Linked DNA regions of Zea mays: region 2 is linked to region 1. The links are chromatin contacts, called in public Hi-C maps. All regions are on one chromosome and are shown on one strand. The core of a region is the stretch at or near the end of the contact, and the rest is flanking DNA. Distances in the headings are between cores, read along the strand shown.

Evidence for each region. Hi-C and Micro-C count contacts between places; a contact is called where the count stands out from the background.
Region 2: a contact with region 1 is called in a Hi-C map of root tip, with 3 times the contacts expected there. The contact joins the promoter of LOC100274561 here to the enhancer-like site in region 1. A contact is called at or near these places in 14 of 25 Hi-C or Micro-C datasets (bundle sheath, ear, endosperm and 4 more) and 1 of 3 datasets of contacts at active chromatin or transcription factors (leaf).

What each region holds. Positions count from the first base shown.
Region 1 is chr4:21,905,806-21,910,778 of Zm-B73-REFERENCE-NAM-5.0, forward strand. It overlaps LOC100273243 (Zinc finger CCCH domain-containing protein 33), which reads left to right. Exons shown (of 7, transcript NM_001147685.1): 7 at 2,903-3,569. The coding sequence ends at 3,175. Among protein-coding and RNA genes, the nearest start is that of LOC100273243, 20 kb to the left of the region's middle. Within about 2 kb of position 3,081, at least 9 of the 20 cell types and tissues checked have an H3K27ac peak or open chromatin away from gene starts, as enhancers often do. A contact at or near this core is called in endosperm and root tip, where this site is marked.
Region 2 is chr4:22,113,006-22,117,978 of Zm-B73-REFERENCE-NAM-5.0, forward strand. It overlaps LOC100274561, which reads right to left and starts at 2,660. Exons shown (of 4, transcript NM_001148916.1): 1 at 2,109-2,660. The coding sequence starts at 2,565.

The DNA of each region.
Region 1 (4,973 bases), core at 1,831-4,330:
AGTCTAAAAATACACTCGACGGTAACCCCTTGGTGAAGATATCGATAAACTGCAGCATGGTGGGGACGCTGAGAACCCGAACGTCACCGACAGCGACATGCTTGCGGACGCAGGTCGATCTCCATGTGCTTCGTGCGCTGATGCTGCACGAGGTTGGTTGAGAGGTAGACCGCGCTGACGTTGTCGCTGTAGACGAGGGTTGCGCGCTGAAGAGGGCTGTGGAGCTCGTGTAGTAGCTGGCGCATCCAGGAGGCCTCTGCCACGCCGTTGGCCACAATGCGGTACTCGGCCTCTACGCTGGAGCGGGAGACGACGGACTGCCACTTAGCAGCCCAGAAGACGAGGTTTGCGTCCAGGAACACGACATAACCGGAAGTGGACCGACGCGTATCGGGACAACCGTCCCAGTCAGCGTCGGTGTAGACCATGAGCTCCGACGTCGGGGATGGTCGGAGTAGGAGGCTGTAGTCGAGGGAGGCGTGGAGGTAGCACAGGATCCGCTTGGGAGTGGTGAGATGGGGCTCCCGCGGGGTGTGCATATGTAGGCACACCTGCTGGACGGTGTAGGTGATGTTGGGCCTGGAGAAGGTGAAGACAGCGATACCCCTTGTGGTCAGGGGAGTAACCAAGGAAGAGGCAGCAAGTGGAGCGAGGAGATAGCTTATGGGGAGCTGTGGCGGAAGTGTTAGGATAGCAGGCACAACCGAACACGCGAAGGTGGTCGTAGGAGGGGGCTGGGCGAAGTGGGGAGTAGGGTGGCGCACCGCCTTCGAGGGAAGACGGTTGAGGAGGTGTGGCGGTGTGCAGGGCCTCTGTCCAGTAGCTGGCGGGGTGAGAAGCCTAGAAGAGAAGGCAACATGTCATATTAGTGGTGGTGCGAATCATGTGTTCGGCCCAGCCGTTCTGGGCAGAGGTGTAGGGGCACGAGAGACGCATCTGGACGCCATTGGTGAGAAAGAAAGAACGGGAGGCGTGGTTGTCGAACTCGCGGCCATTGCCACATTGCAGGTCACGGACCGAGCGACGAAACTAGGTGGATACCCAGGCGAAGAAGTGTGTGAGGGTGGTGAACGTGTCGGACTTCAACCGAAGAGGAAAAGTCCAAAGAAAATGGGAAAAATCATCCAAAATCACCAAATAGTATTTATAACCAGAAAGACTGAGTACAGGGGAGGTCCAGAGATCACAATGAACCAGGTCAAAAGCCTGCTCAGCCCGAGAAGTAGTAAATGGGAGACAAGTATGTCGGCCTAACTGACAAGCTTGACAGAGGCCCTCAAAATGTCCCCTACTACATGAAGGATCTAAATTGCTGGTAATATTGGTCATGATGTCTGGTCCTGGATGGCCGAGACGACGATGCCAAGTGGTGGGGGAGGTGGTGGAGACTAGGACGGGAGGTGGAGACGCGCCGGTGGTGGAAGGTCGGAGCGTGTAGAGTGGCCCCGCGCTGTCACAACGGGCGAGAGGAGTCCTGGTGGCCAAATACATGTAACAAGCAAAAACATTGTTTAGCCATACAAAATAGTAAAAACGAAGTGACTCGTTCTAGAAATAGTAACTTGATTAATCCCGAGTTCCCAACACATACAGGTTTTTGAACTCAAACAGAGCATGAAAGATAAAAACTTGCATCTCTCAAGTGTGGCCACCACCATCAGGTATTATCTCTCAAGTCTGTACACCTAATTTTACTAGGTAAATATTACTCATGGGTAATCAGGTTTGTATTGTGCTTCCCCATACCCACCATACCCAATGGGAAAAGAATTTCCCCCAAATATGTACCCACGGGGATTAAAATCTCCCCATACCCTAACTCTAAAAAAACTCGGGGGTAAGACCGCTCCACTGAATTATATTAAGAAGAAGACCTTGTCACGTAGGTCGAGAAAACCTCAGAAGTCAGAACCCCTGCCCCACCCATACACCACGACATCATAGCCCATGTGAGAACAACCGGGACCAGGCTTTAGACCTGTTCTTTGGCGTGAGACAGACGAGGGAATTTTTTAACCACAACCTAAAATTCGCTCCCACGGAGAGTCGAATCCAAGATCTGAGGAGTGCTATTTAGACCACCTAACCAACTTGGCTAGAGGCCCTTTCGCACCATACCCTAACTCTAATAGAGAAATTTCCCATGGTTAACGGATAATGAGTCCCAAATGACACCTTTAAGCTAGATAGGTTGGATGTGGAGAGCAAACACTGTCGGCTGCTGAGGTGTTGCCTCTTTGTGACGTCAGCCCATTTGCAGCACGTGAGACAGGCAGTGGTAGACCGCATACAAGGGATGAGTATAAACTCCGATGGCATACAAGAGATTTTTCCAAACAGAAATGGATAGTGGGTGGATTAGATTAGATGAGTCTAACCCTAACTCTCATCCTTGGCTGTGATACCATGTTACTAACCTTAAAAGAGTGGAAGAACCATGCTGCCACAGTGTGTGTGTATATATATATATATATATATATAGCGCCTAATGGGCCTGTAGTAGATGTATACTTGTCAACTCTTTGGTGTAAAATTCAATTGATTATGATGTGTTTGCAGAAATTGTAACCCAGGGGGTGTCATTTCTCAATAGTTTATCTTCTCTGGTTCTCTTCTGTATCTTAATTTTTTAAAGGAACTAGTGAGTGCTAAACATAATTCTTGCTTGGGCTATACAGCTGTTTCAAGAGCCAATCCTTTATAATATATACTGTCACTTATCCCTTTTCATTTTCTTTATCGTTGATAATGTATTTATTCCCTATGGTTACCCACAGAAAATGAACCTTAAAACTAATGCCAAGGTTGATGCCATGCAATACTTGACACTGGTGGTATAATGCAAACATGCTACACACATACGTGTTGCTTAACCATCTGTTTATTTTATTTCCGCTCACAGGGAGAGCCAATATGCAGTTTCTACAATCGCTACGGCATGTGCAAGTTCGGTCCAAATTGCAAATTCGATCACCCAATGGGAAATGCCATGTACGGCCAGGCTCCATCGCCAGCTAGCGAGGCCCCAGCTCCTCGGCGCATGCTGGCACATGTACCGCCGTCGCACCCAGAAGCATCGCCTGATGGTGGTTCCGGAAGGTCTAGGAGGATTGCCCACTCTGATTCCCAGCAAATACCCTCTGGTGAAAGGAGCGCTGAGAGAGAGGCGTCCTAGGCCATCCTCGGTGTCTTCGTTCCCCATTCTTGACTGGAGTAACCATCTGCAACCAACAACATTCGAGGATCCGAAGCTGTACAGGTCTTTTGCCCCACCTCTGAGCTTTACATACCGGAGCTTGCTTCAACGTGTATTGCATTCAGGCAGGAAAAAGTTCTTGCCTGTTCGGGATGCTCATTTGCTCCCCCACTGAAACGGGAACAAACCTACCTTATTTAAAACATATGTATGGATGGAACCTACTCACCTCTGGACATTCAAACCCATTCGAGTCATGTGCACTGGTCCCGGTGCTGTAGTTATAGAGCTGTCTTTGCATGGACAAAGCTGTTGCGAAACTGACTGGGGATGCGCAAGCATAACCTCTTTTGTTAATTATTGTCTCGTTTTTTTTTTCTCGGCATTTATCTCTTTTTCATAAGGGCAGCCCCGCACTCTGAAAGTGTGCGTTTTGAAGATTGGGAAAATAATAGGTTGCCATCGTATGCTCTGTATTACCCACCATGCTTTAAACTCAGTTATTTGAGAGTCGTTTTTATCTTGGTGGTCCTGACAGGGACTGTTTATTTTAGCTTATAGATTATATAATCTGGATTATAATCTAAATTATATAATTCAGATTATAATTTAGATAGATTATAATTTATATGTAGTTGTTTGATAGTCTAGATTATACAAATATAGATCATTCACAAAGATAACAATACACTTTTTGTTTATTTAGGTAAGGAGAGAAGGATGACATATATTGTAATTTATATTTACATAACCAAATAACCATGAATAGTGAGTCTTTTGCCAAAAATAATCTCAAATAAGCTACTCTTGAGGAGATTATAAGATTATTATAATCTGGGCTTTAGATTATATAATCTGAACCCATAATCTAGGTGTTTGTTTACTTGTTGGATTATTTGCGCTGGATTATATAATATGAAGAGATTATAATCCGAAACAAACATGACCTTATGTTTCTACATCGTGTACAAAGTGCCCACCTTGGTGCTTATCTACGTTTAAAATGCAAGATGACATGATGCTAATGATAGTGATGGTACAAAGTGCCAATAATGTTGAGCGAAGTTTACACCCATTTCTACCAAGAGACAAGTCTCTGTGAGCCATTATATCCAACTTCCTTATTATTAAGCTGTCTCCACCCATTCTCTCTATAATCTCTCTCTATACACTGTAATTCGGTTATTTATCTTTTTATATTTTTTTAAAAAAATTGTACCATATTTGTACTACCATACTACACATTATACTTAAACAAGATTAATATCTCAAAGAAATGATATAATGAAAGTACAGAGAAACATAGAGCTTTCCTTATATATACAAAGAAATTTCTTCCTCCTTATATATAGAGTCTTTTTAGGGAAGCCTTTGTAGTGGCGGATGATGTGAGAAAATCAAGGTACAACTCAAGCAGTGGTGTAAGAAAAATTCATAGCGTAATTGAAAATAAAAGTACCATATTGAAAGGACATAACGCAATTGAAAATAGACAATGCAAGCAAAGTGCCTTATATATAAGAAGGGATCAATGTACATAATTTTGATCAATTATAACTTTATAACATAGTACCAAAAATCTGCAATTTTTTAGAAGAGTTTGTAGGAAACGGTAACGTCTAAGAAGGGGGTGAATTAGGACTTCAAAAACTATCTCTAAACTAGGCCACAATTAAATCCTGGAGCAAAACATATCCAGATAAACAATCTAAAATGTACAAACTAGGTTTTGTCTAAGTGTTGCTATCTCTACCGCAAAGTCTAAGTTTCAATCCTA
Region 2 (4,973 bases), core at 1,410-3,909, 210 kb after region 1:
CCTGAATAAATTTTAGTCCCTGTCACATCAGATGTTTGAATGCTAATTAGAATTAGAAGTATTAAATATATTCTAATTACAAAACTAATTACACATATGAGGATTGAACGATAAGACGAACCTAATGAATTTGTCTCGTCATTTAGTCTTCAGCTGTGTAATTAGTTTTATAATTAGACTATATTTAATACTCATAATAGACATTGAAACATCCGATGTGACACGGACTAAACTTTAGTCCCTGGAACGCCTCCTAAGAAGGCAACTTGCTATCCTGTCAGTAGACCAGAAATACAGACAAAATTCATCATGCAACTAAGACCAAAAAATTATAGATAAGTTAGGAAACTTCAAACAAAAGAACAAGAGTTTTGGCAACTGCTCTTAGCAGACAAATAGAAAACCTAAGAATCATATACAGGTTTAGTGGAATGCCAAAAAAACATAGTCCTGCGAACCTACAAACCTTATTGTGCTTAGCCTAAGGACATGATATGTCTTGAAAAGCATGCAACAGAAGTATAGAGCTGGGAAATATACTGGTAATGTTGGATAATACCATACACAAAGTGAAGTGACAGAAAGATCCGAACATGCAAAATACATACTACATTGCTGTCACCATTAAGTTTGCAATGAGGTGTAAAGTTGTGTTTTCAAGTAGTCCAGCTAACCGCAATTAGTCGGACTAATCGTTAACTTGAACCCGACTAGATCACTAGACCCACCGAAGCGATTAGACCGACCAGAATTCTAGTCGTCCGATTAGTCGACGACTAATCATGGTTAATCGTCCAATTTTGTGTGAGACGACCAGATTGAATATGTGTTTTTTAGATGGGCTTTTGAGATTTATGGGTGCTGCTTTTGTGGGCTCTGGGCTACCATTTCTACTCATATGTGGGATCATAGGCTGCTATTGTGGCCTTTTAGGGTCGCCAAACTAGGCAGCCAGCTACAGTCGCACAAGAACGCATCGCATAGAGCCGCCCGTGCTGCCGCACAGCTACAGTGCCACCCGCAGATTCTAGCCGGCCGGCCGTGCTGCCACAGTGCTGCTGCCGGTCTGCCGGCCACAAGATCCAGTTCCAGGCAACAGCCCTGCTGCCGCACAGCTGCAGTGCCGTCCACAAGTTCTAGGTGGCCGGCCGTGCTGCACTGCTGCCCCCCAGGCGACGCCTGCCATCTTCAAGGTTCGTCGTTTAGGCCTACCTCTTGTGTATCAGCTGGTATCAAGCACCAAAAAGATGAGCTCGTCTTGCTGCTGTGCTTTCCTTGCATTAGGCTCAATTAGTCGGTCTGGTCGACAACTAATCGCGAATAGTCGACTGGTCAGTAGCTATACGGCTGGGTTTGACTAGACGACTTCAAAACATTGGTGTAAAGTTTCAACAAGAACTTCAAATCCTTGATCTGGCAGGAACAGTAATTTCACTAGCATAAAAAGATGCAAATGACGCTAGTCACCTCCTACAATTGCTGCAACACAAACCAATGTCCAGGCAAAGAACTGGCAATAACAGTTAACAGATGATTATTAACAAAACTCGAGCAATCCTGAACTACTGCACATTAATCCCTCATTTTCTCCCCCGTGTCTTGCACATCCACTGCTACAAGAGCATCATCTCATCAATTAAACTTAGGATTGCCACACATTCAATGAAAAAGATGTAACACCACTAGGTGATACACTCTCACCATCCAATTGGCAAGCATAAGTGTAACAACTCAAACCCGGAAATAATCAAGAAACAGTAGCGAAGAATACATAACAACATAAATACAATAAACAAATAAAGAGCTATTACCACCAAATTCATTGCATGATGTATCACCCATTTCATTGGAATATACAGGAAAAATTATAGCAAAAGCATGAAGAATGGGTTCATCACCAATCAAATGAACTTGATGATGTAATCCCAATTCTCAAAAGGCAAATTCAATGTACATTGAGAAGAGAAGTAATTATCATTTCAGTATTTCACTAATCAGTTGAACTTGTTAATGCAATCCCAATTCCCAAAAACAGATTCAACGTACAATCAGACAAGTAGCAAATATTCAAACCCAACAGAGATAAAAAAAATGCAAGAATTCAGTACCGTTATAACCGTCCCTCCGACGCTTCGCCGCTGCCACGGCCTCTTCATGTTCATCCTCATCCTCGTCATCATCAGACGGAGGCGGCGGGATCGCGCGCTGAACGGCGGATGACCGGCGCGTGATGCCGGCGTCGAAGACGGAGCGGGAGGGGAGGAGGAAGTAGAACTTGGTGTCCCCCATCTGGAGGAGGTCCTGGGAGTCGAGCTTGACGGGGGCGGACCCGGGGACGTGGTGCACGCCCTCGACGAGGCAGCCGTTCTTACCAAGCACCTCAAGCGCGAAACGGCGGCGCAGGAAGTCGTAGAAAATGCGCGCGTGGCGGCGGGAGACGTTCATGCCTGCTCCGAGGGCGCCGAGGTCCACGTCGACGCCGTCGTCGGCCTCCGGCGGGGCGGCGACGGGGCCCTTGCTGCGACGGCGGCTATGGCGACCTAGAACGATGGAGTAGGTCTGCATGTAGTACTCGAAGCACTCGCCATGTAGCTTCGCAAATCCGACCTCCCGGTCCGACGCCGCCGCCGAGTCAGCGGCGGGGCGCCGCGCGTTCCCCATGCGTGGCCGAGGAGGCGAGGAGGGGCTTGGGGTTTGGACCGTTTGATTCTGGTTAGGATTTAGGGCAATGGACCAATGGTGCAAGTACGAGCAGAAAAGACCCGCTCGCCGGCGGCGATCGGGCCATGTTGGGCCAGAAGCTTCAGCGAAAACTAGCTATGTTGGGCTGCATCCGAAATTTTGGTCCGGCCCATACGATTACTAGTTAGATACGAGCGTCAGTATCCTCAAACAAAGGACCGAGCGGCGAGCGTCCATGGTGTAGCACTTTAGGTTCTGTTTGGACTTTGGAAGTGTAGTTTTTTCATGGTTTTTGACAAATATTGTAGGATTTGCTAATACTATAATATTCTAGATCAAAAGTTTTTTGAGAAATCACTAAAAACAGAGTTTTCAATACTATGGATTAGTCAAATTGTAGTATTTTTGGAGTATTTGGTACAGTGGTTCAGACCCAAATTTTCTCACGCGCATTTTTTTCACATCCTGATACCTGACTCATGATCTTTTCCTATCTGCACAACCTTTTCTCCCGACACCGCCCATTTCTTTTTCCCGCCCTGTGGTCGCCCAAGTCTCTCGCATTTGTGATCCTCAGGTTCTCCTCTCGCTGTCGCCCCATGTCCTCCGTCACCTAGCTCTTGCTCCCGTTGTCGCCCAGTGCTTTTCCCGCACACACCCTCACTCGTCTAGTAGAGAGTCTCATCCTCCGCGCCGGCTTAGGGATTGAAGCTGTCGGCTTAGGGATTGAAGTTGCCGCCACCATGCGAGGAGCTGGGGATGAAGAGAAGGTCGGTATGTTTCGTTCTCCTCACTATTCCTCTCTGAACCACCTAGGGTTACTACTTTTTTACACATGCTTTTGGTTGAGAATCAATTGTGCTATTTTGTGTCCATTTTGCTATTGATATTGATATATTCAGTTTGTAATCAGTTTTGTGTCTACTTGGTATTGATGTTCATATATGCAGTTTATAATCACAGTTCTGAGAATTTTGTTTGTTATAGAAAAAATAGAGGTGAGAGCATATTGCAATGAAGGTAGAAACATGGATTTTGTGAGCATCCTCAAAGAATACAACTCACCAAGATATCGTGCTCAGAATGGATGGAACAAAGAGGCATGGAACAGTATGACACAACACATCTACAGCTGATCCTTCATCCTTCCCATCCAACACTTACATGCACAATTTACTGATAAAGCCACACACCACCATTACATTCTGTGACAGACCACCCTTTCTATTTTGATATGGGTCTTGCAAGCTATGAGATATAGTAATAGGAACATGAGTTCTATCGATCGCTGCAATACAGTCCTAAACAATATAACAGTTCAAGTATAATACCTTGAAGTATAATATAAGTTGCTTAAAATACAATATGGCATGAGTTACTTATAATACATTAAAGTATGGCATAAACTTGGGGTTGCTAGATGAAAGTCGTCTAGAGGGGGGTGAATAGCCGAAACCTGAAATTTATGAACTTTGAACACGAACTTCACTCGAGGTTAGGATTAGAAACAAGTAATAATAAAATCAGAGTGCGGAGGAGAGTTCTTCTTGCTAAGAGTTGCTCAATCGATGCGGATGACTTTGGGAGCTAACTCAAAAAGATTGTATGCAAGAGAACTTAGAGAGAGGAGAGAGGAAGAATCAAATCGTAAGGTAATGATCAACACAAATGAACACAACGATTTGTTTCCTGAGGTTCGGTTCCAATGAACCTACTCCCCATTGAGGAGGCCACGAAGGCCGGGTCTATTTCAACACTTTCCCTCTCTCAATCGATCACTTAGATTGGTTGAGTGTTGTAACACCCCTGGTGTTACTGCCACTAAAACTTGAGCATAACATCATAAGCATTGGCATATCATGTGATTGTTACACTTAGAATGCATTCACTAGGCAAAAAGTTCAAACAAGTTGTATTGATGTGACATGTTATAAGTGAAACCCTAGGGTACAGTGCTTAACCCCAGATTGGGCTTAATAGAGCAAACAAAGCTTAAAAAGAGAAAGCTTCAAAACTTATTAGAGATGGTCATAACATGTCACCATGGATGAACTTAAGTAGCATCCAAACCCTAGAAGTATCAAAAACCCTAAATAGAACCCTGGAAAACCCTAGACTAAGACCCTAAGGGGCTAAGTGCAAAACTAGTGCACTTTTGGACTAAAGTTCAAAAAACCAAGGTATTAGGGTATCTTAAGTCATATGGTTCACATAATTGGGGATTCCCAAGTCAAAAGATGTGAACTGGACTTATTTGCAAAAAGCCCTATTTGAGCCCTATGGAGTTAAGT